2 separate regions of the Gossypium hirsutum genome follow, and region 1 is linked to region 2. The links are chromatin contacts, called in public Hi-C maps. All regions are on one chromosome and are shown on one strand. The core of a region is the stretch at or near the end of the contact, and the rest is flanking DNA. Distances in the headings are between cores, read along the strand shown. Region 1 holds the start of LOC107951139. Region 2 holds the start of LOC107951046 (auxin-induced protein 22D-like).

Evidence for each region. A called contact is a pair of places that touch in the nucleus more often than the background predicts.
Region 1: a Hi-C map of leaf shows a contact between it and region 2, with 1.9 times the contacts expected there. The contact joins the promoter of LOC107951139 here to the promoter of LOC107951046 in region 2. A contact is called at or near these places in 12 of 34 Hi-C or Micro-C datasets (callus, hypocotyl, leaf and 1 more).

What each region holds. Positions count from the first base shown.
Region 1 is chrA08:10,435,641-10,440,069 of Gossypium_hirsutum_v2.1, reverse strand. LOC107951139 reads left to right here and starts at 2,196. Exons shown (of 7, transcript XR_001698345.2): 1 at 2,196-2,707; 2 at 3,089-3,202.
Region 2 is chrA08:10,681,443-10,685,707 of Gossypium_hirsutum_v2.1, reverse strand. It overlaps LOC107951046 (auxin-induced protein 22D-like), which reads right to left and starts at 1,585. Exons shown (of 4, transcript NM_001327583.2): 1 at 1,230-1,585; 2 at 943-1,148; 3 at 748-847; 4 at 249-654. The coding sequence starts at 1,453. The coding sequence ends at 582.

The sequences.
Region 1 (4,429 bases), core at 947-3,446, 250 kb after region 2:
GTTTCTTTTGTGGACATTCGGTCGTCCATCAGACCCATGGCTGGGCTTGACATGGTAGTTGCACACACTGCTGCCAACAATGAAGCACTCATCCCCATACTTGTTAACCCTTTCTACTAGGTACAAGCCTTCTTCTGTATGGAACACATCACTTTCCCCTTCTATGCCATTGCCGACAACCCTGAAAATCGATTTCAGTTTCAGATGAAAAAAAAAAGAAAAGAAAATGACCCCTTCATTATTTTAATATAAACACTACAGCAAAACAGGTTTTTAGCAGCGTTTGAATGAAAAATGCCACTATAGATCGAGCATTAGCGGCGCTTTTCTTAAAACGTTGCTAAAAAACGAGCATTAGCTGCACTTTCTAAAAAACGCCGCTAAAGATCAAGTATTAGAGGCGCTTTTTAAAAATGCCGCTAATGCTTGATTTTTAGCGGCGCTTTTCATAAAACGCCACAAAAAATTTTGCACTTTTAGTGGCTTTAGTGGCATTTTTTAAAAACGCCGCTAAAGATCGAGTATTAGTAGCGCTTTTTAAAAAAAGCCGCTAATGCTTAATTTTTAGCGGCGCTTTTCAAAAAACGCCGCAAAAAATTTAGCACTTTTTGGTGGCTCTAGTGGCGTTTTTTTTAAAAAGCCGCAAAAACTTTTGCAAAATGACATCGTTTTATATTGAGCTTTTAGTGGTTGTAGCGGCGCTTTTTTTAAAAACGCCGCTAAAGATCAAGTATTAGCGGCCCCGCAAAAAACATTTCATCTGTCTATTTATAATTTAACTGGTTTATTTATATTAAAATACAATTTATTTTTAATTGAATATTTAAATTCTTCAGAAAAATAATGACACATAGAAAAATTTTGAAAGTAAAAACATAGAAAAATATTTGTTAAAAATGAAAAAATTAAAATGCTATTATTTAAAATAATTTTAAAGATTTTTGGTATATGACTGATTGTTTTTTAATTTATATGTTAAATATTTTCTTATATGTTAAATATTTTCTTATATAATTGTAAAATGGATAGTATTAATTTTAAAATATTGAATTAATTATCATTATAGTTTAGGGTTTACAGTTGAGGGCATATGATTAAGGGTTTAAGGTTTATAAGTTACTATTTTAAGGTTTATGGATTATGGGTTTAGAGATTATGGTTTAAGGATTGGGGTTTAAGGTTTAGGGGTTAGGGGTTTAGGGTTTATATTTTAGGATTTAAGGTTTATGATTTAGGGACTAGAGATTAGGAGTTTAGGGTTTAGATTAATTAATTAATTATAATTATGGTCACATAAAATTACAATAATTATTAAAAATTATGGTTATACAATAGAAACACATTGTTTACACAATAATGTTTATTATTTCGAGTTTATGGTTTTGTGTTTTAAAGTTTATGATTTAGGGTTTATGATTTGGGATTTAGTGGTTTATAGTTAGGGTTTTAGTGTTTATGGTTTATGGTATTGTAAATTATTAACACAATTATTGATATAACATCATTTTATATTTATATGTTGCATACATAAATATTTATAATTATTCAATATAAAAATATATTGATGTATTTATTTTTTAAAATGTGTATGATTAAATAAAAATTAAAGTTTTAACTATACATTTAAACCACAATTATAACTTCATGTCTACAATTACACATTAAACCAAAATTCATATATAATTATGAAATGTATCTCTATCAAAATTTAGGTGTATACATATAATTAAATGCCATTTATATAAAAATCTAAACAACTAATGCGGACCATACTTAAAAGAATATGCTTGTATTGCTGTGTCATTTTGTATTTTTTTTAATTCATCGATTCCATTTTATTTATGTTAAAGTTTCCTTTTATATTTTGTATGTTAATTTAAAAATTATAAAAATCCTCAAAAAAATTTAAAATTTAAAATTTAAAATTTAAAATTTAAAATTTAAAAATAAAAAAATTAAAAATTAAAAATTAAAAAATTAAAAAATTAAAATTTTAATCCATATTTCAATTAAAAAATTTAATATTCAAAATTAAAAAAATTCCAAAAAATATAATCTCAGCAGAAAAATTTTGAAAGAGAAAAAGAAAGAAAAGGTTAAAAATGAAAAAAATTTAAAATTGGACAATAGTGACGTTTTTGGGGAAAACGTCACAAAAAATAGAGCTATAGCGGCATTTTTCTTGAAAACGCCGCAAAAAGGGAAATCAAAATCCCGCTCACTCCCCCAAAAAAATTTTGTTTACCCGCTTTCCTCCCTGTTCTTCTCATCTCTGTCCCTTTTTACTCTCAAAGTTTGCTTCCAACAACACCAAGTCAATACAATCACGCTTCTTTTTCATTTTCATTTCACTGTACTAAATTCACCCACCATAGCTACTGCTTTTCTCTCGATCTGTTAGGGTTTCTTTTAATTCTAGGCTTTCAAGGGAACGTACAGTTTCTTTTTAATTTTCCCCAATTCCCTCTCTTCTCCTATAATCCCTAAATTTTCATCCCCAAGTTCCCAACCCATTTGCCACCGAAGAATCCGACCGGACCACCTGGTGCATCGCCCTCGACTAACCCCTCTGCTACGTCGCCGTCGCTGTCACTGTCGGTCTCTACTGCCACAACTGTCGTAATGCATTAGATGCTTTTTACGGTTGGAAACATGAAGGTTTGCCTCCTGTTAAAGTTCCTTCTGCTGCTCAATGGAAATTCAGAAGGTAAAAAGAAATGTCAATTATTTTATTTAACGTTTTTGGTGATTTAAATTCAGTTTTACGATCATTTAGTTTGATTTTATTTTACTTTTGAATATTAAACTAAAAGTGAAGCACAATTGATTGTTTGGATGTTTCAGTAAACCGTTCCAGCATGATATTGGACTATGACTGTGGAAGTGACATGGTTGAGCTTGATTCAGACAAGTTGTATTTTCTTTTAAAGGATCTGCTAGAATTAGGCTTTTGTTCTATGTCATGCATTAGCTATTTTTGTTTGAGAATTTAGAGACTAGGAAACTTTGCAAAGGTTTATTTTTGTGTCCTAGGATATTTAGGATAGTGATTGATGATGATTTTGTTGTCATTTTAAATTGCAATCAGAACCCAAGGGAAGAAATTTCAGAGGGGAGCTCAGGCCTCCATTAGGAGGATTGCACACTGCAGCTTGATGTCGCTGCGCTCACATGAAAAGAACCAATTCTTTTCTGTGATGAGGTCAGTGTCTTAAACTATAAACATTGTATGAAAGACGATACATTGTATTTTGTATGCTTTTCTTAACATTCTTAAGTTTGCATTTAGGGAAGTATTCATGTTTATTACGCAGGTTTTTCTTGAATGCTCCTCCTAAAATTACATTTACCTTTCTTTTAAAACTTCTTCATCTTCCCAACTTCAATCTTCTTTCATTTTATGTCCTTGGAGATGAATGGAAACATTTGGTTTTGGGGCAAAGCAAAGAAAACAAGTAGAATTAGGGGGAAAAAAAGAGAGTAGGTTGGGATCAACTATGAATATGAACACCGACATAGACAGATTCCTGTTCCAGTCTTGTAGTGGTACTAAAACTAAACTAATACTATGCTTACCGACTATGTATTATTGCATGGTCTATGAATGATCATATAAAAATGCTCCACATCCTTACGCTCTCTAAATCCGCCGATAATCTGCCTTCAGGTAATTGCGCTCTATTTTTTACTTTGAATATTTCCTGCATCATTTTCTGGTATTTGGCTAAGTAATAAATTACAAGCGAAAACAAAGAACACTGAATTTTGTTTTAGCTAAATATGCTGGAGAATAAGAAAAACATAATAATATCCTTCTTTATTTATTGCTGAAAGTGCATGTATATTGACGAGAAAGAAAAGAGCAAATTTTGAAGAACCCTATTCTGTTTTCTCGCATTCAAATACTAAAGGAGCATTGTCTTCATCCCTTTCTATTTTATAAGAAATTATCCTGCTTCTTTGATCTCCTGTCCTTTTTCTTTAATTTCTGCTATTACATTTTTATTTTATCACTTTTTGAATTCATCAATTTTAATCACCATACTGTAAATACACTGTGAAAGTGGTAACTTAGACAAGTTTTGTTTTTTTACAATGGGTATAATCTTGGAAAGGTTAGAATGGAAGGCATCTAATTGCATTATTTTCTTTTGTCAAAGAGTCATGCCAAGTTCTTGGTTTCTTTTACAATTTTGGGTAAGTGGGTGACTACAAAATGCTTTTGATTATGCAAATCTTTGTGGTTGACATTTTCTTAACCATCTCTTCATTTTTTTTCCCCTTTGTATCCTGGAAGAAATGCTAATTTCTGGTTCATCTGGTTGCTTGAAAAACTCTTAATACATATGCCACTACACTCTTTTTTTTCTCCTGAATTGATTTCCCCTTTCAGCCACTTGCTCAGTTTTTCTAATTACTTTTGGTTGAT
Region 2 (4,265 bases), core at 336-2,835:
CCTTATTATTGACAGTATTGATAATTTCAACTTAAACATGATGAATTCAAGATGGAACCTGCCCTTGTCCTTGTTCTAAACCTTCTGTTTTTTTTTTTTTTTGCTGTAAATCTTACTTTTAGATGATATGGTTTCTCTACTCCACAAAAAGAATACGTGGATGTCATGAGTTAAAAGAACTAAGCCAGTTTGATTTCATACAAACAACCATAGTATGTTTGCTCTAAAATTCTAATCAAAACAGTACATGCATAAACTGTATTCTATTGCCTTCTTATTTAATCTTCTTCGTATACGGGAAAAATGATAAAGCAATAGTGTATGTCGTTTTGTACAATTGGATTGGATCTTAACTATTCTTTAATATCGTGCCTTTTTGTTTTTGTGCTATAAAACAAGTATAGATATTTGACATGCATAGAGGAGGCTAAAAAGGCCAGCCATGTTGTCAAATCTTTGAGAAATTTTTCTCTAGCAAATAGCCCCCTCACTTTCCAGGAAGACCAAATTGATCTTCCTTGTAGAATTTGGATTATCCAAAGCCAAAGAAAACTTTCCTTCTTGTTAAATAATTTGGTGGCTCATACACAGCCCAACCCTCTAGCTTCTGATCCTTTCATGATTCTCAGCCTCTTGCAGGAGGAAATGAACATCCTGTAAACAAATGAGAGAATAAAAAAATGAGTTTATTGGTAATTATAACTAAAGGAATTCAATATATATTTAAGTATGGAGAAAAAAACTTACTCCCAGGGAACATCTCCAACAAGCATCCAGTCACCATCTTTGTCTTCATAAGTAGGAGCATAGTCAGATCCATTGTAGCCTTCCCTCTTTGAGTATGCACCTTTAAATTTGCAGATCAATAAGCCAATCAGAACTATAGCTTTTTTTATCATAGGGTTGATTTAATTTAATTTAATTTGTCAAGGGAAATCTTACCAATGGTGAGCTTGAACATATTTTCCAAAGCTTTGAGGAGTTGAGGATAGCGCCCATAAACCTTGAGATCAATCTTTCTGAGATAAGGAGCTCCATCAACGCTTACTTTCACATACATCCCCATCCCTTCAACTTCATTTCTCTTGGAACTTTGTAAGCAATTTTTCCTGTTTGATCGGATTGGTGGCCATCCTACAACTTGTTCCCTGCATTAATCCATGGAATTTTACGTTAAGATTCTGTTATCAGCCTTACCCTATAGTCTTCACCGGTAAATATATACTTACTTGGCAGGAGGGGGACTGTCTTGATCATCACTCCCAGACATTGTAATGCTAGAATTGCTCTCAGAACTCGATACCTCAGAAATCTCAGGTACAGTTCTTTTATTATTTCTGATACTGGGATTTGTTTTTCTTTGGGGCTCATCATCACCACAACCAGGCAATCCCAATCTTGGCTCAGTTGCCATGAGATTGAGATCATTCTCGTAATTCACTCTCCTTTCCATTGCTATATCCTTCAATGTTGCTCCAAATCTTGTACAAGTTGATGAATTTTCTTTTGCAGATTCCTTTTAAAAACTCTTTTAACTCTCCTTTTTTTTGTGGTTGCTGTAACTGTATGTTGATGATGATGAAGCTGGGGAGGGCAGGGTAACTAGTTTTATCGGGGGGCTTGAAAGGGACAATATCTGGGCTGTAGGTGACTTTGCTTTCTCCTGCATGTATTTCGTTGATGAGAAATGACAAATGGTATCCCGCGAACGCGGTGTACTACGCGCTTCCTCCACGACACAATGACTTGGGATTCGGGGACACGTTGAGCAAAGCGCGTGGATTGGGATCCCAGACAACTATAGATATGGCTGCCTGTTACATGTGGGGCAGTGTCGAGTTTGGGCGCACCAAATGAAGGGGACAAGGGAGGGACAACCACACCCGATGATATTGAAGAATGTGGACGGAATTGGACGGCTGAGATTGGGGGTCTGAGGGTGAGGATTTCATTGGAGAGTCTAATTGTGAAATTCATCCCTTTACTTTACAAAACTTAGATTTTCATTTATATCTGAAAATTGAGAAGTTAATTCAGTTGTTGATTTTTAGGTTAATGATTTGACATTAAGCATTAACAATATTATTCAATTAAACTACTTCCAAAGTATGAAGATCAAATTGTAAGGGACTAAATGATTAATTTTCATAAAATAGGGATGAAATTTAAAATTAGAAAAATTTGGTAGTATTAGGAGGGGGATTGGGAACAGCAACATGTGAAAAGGAGGTCCCACGTAGATGTGATTTGATAGTTAAGGCAATTACATGTGGGGTTGACAACAGTGAGATATTTCTTTAATTGATGACTTGTAAAATGTAACGTGTCATGTGGCATTTCCAATGCTGCTACCTCTTTGTTGTTGTGTCTCTAAGGTTGGTTTAGTCCTATTGTATTTGTGTAAATTGAGTGACTGAAATTGCCGGCTTGTCCAGTTCGCAAATTTTGGATTTTTTATAAAAATAAGATAAAAAAATACTAAAATAATATAACCAAAAAAGTATTTAATAAAATGGTACATTTCAGGGTGGTGTCGCCTATGGCAGTGGCATGACCACCCTGACTCCGACAACTTCTGTCATTTTCTATTAAAAAAAAAGAAAAAAAAGGGATTTGCCTGACAGCACAGGTTACGCCTAGAGGAGAGGTGACACCAGTGCTGCTGTCATGGAAGAAGAAGAAGAAGAAGAAGAAGAAGAAGAAGAAGAGGACGGTGGGAAAGGAAAGAAAGAAAGAAAAAAAAGAAAGATGAGAGAGGGAAAGAAAGAGAAAAATAAGGAAAAAAATAAATAGAAAGGAAAGTTTAGAGTTTAGGAAAGAATAATTAAACACGTGTTTTAATTGTTATAATTATTATTTCTTTTCCTTTTTTGGTTTTTTACAAGAATAATTAAAGTGTTAAAAATATAAAATTTTTTTGTTATAAAATTTAATTTATTATTATTATTATTTTTGATTTAATTGGAATTTAATTTTATTTTTATAAGGTATTATTTGGTTAAAAAAAGTTATTAAGGTATGTTTGTATTTATTTTATATTTTTATTGATTTATAATTTATTTTTAATATTTATTGAAGTAAAAAAACCTATTTATGTTATGTTCAAAGAATGTTTTATTTTTATGTAATTTATTTGTTATGTGTGTTTTAGGTTGATTAGGTATATTTTTTATATAATTTAAATTATTTGGCATGTTATAATTATCTGTTGTAATTAATCATTACAAATTGGTTACTTATCTTGTACAATTAACCTGCAAAATATTACACTATATTAAATTATGAGTTAAAAAATTATATCAACTTTTAAAATAACATAAAAAAAATTATACCGACATTTAAAATGACAATACATACAATTAACATATAATATTTCTATTGAATAAATTAAGAGAAAAATAAAAATAAATATTACAAATTTATAAACTTAAATATTTACAGATAATAATATTTCTTTATTATTTGTATATACAAATTAAATTTTATAACAAAAAAAGTTACCTTTTAAAAATTTTAATTATTCTTCCCTAAACCCTAAACTTTCCTTTTTATTTATTTTTTCCTTATTTTTCTCTTTCCTTCCCTCTCTCTTCTTTTTTTTTTTCTTTCTTTCTTTCCTTTCATGCTGCCCTCTTCTTCTTCTTCTTCTTCTTCTTCTTCTTCTTCTTCTTCTTCTTCCATGGCAGCAGCATTGGTGCCTCCTATGGGGAAGGCGTGACTGGTGCTGTCAGGCAAATCCCTTTTTTTTCTTTTCAGATTTTTTTTTCGTTTTTAACCTTTTTTTTAAACAGAAAATGGCAGAAGTTGTCGGAGCCAGGGTGGTCACGCCACTGCCATAGGCGGCACCACCCTGGAATGTACCATTTTCATAAATATTTTTTTAGTTGCATTATTTTAGTATTATTTTATTTTTTATCTTATTTTTGTAAAAAACCCACAAATTTTGATCTTCAAATATCTCAATGAGTGATTGGATTGGAAATAGAAGGAGATCCCCCAAATCTCATCCTCTTCTCCACAAATTAAAATATAATATAGTCTTGCTTTTAAAAAATATAATTTTAGAAATTTAGTCGTTTATTTTTTAAAATTTAAAATTTAATTGTCAACACTGTTAAAATTATTTTATTAAATTTATGTTTATTACAAGACCATTTTTTTACAAGGCTACCAAGTGAATTTATTTTTTAATTTCAAAATGTCACACTAATAAATTTAACCAAAAAAAAAAGAAGATTAACAATGTTAATAGTTGGGCCTGAATT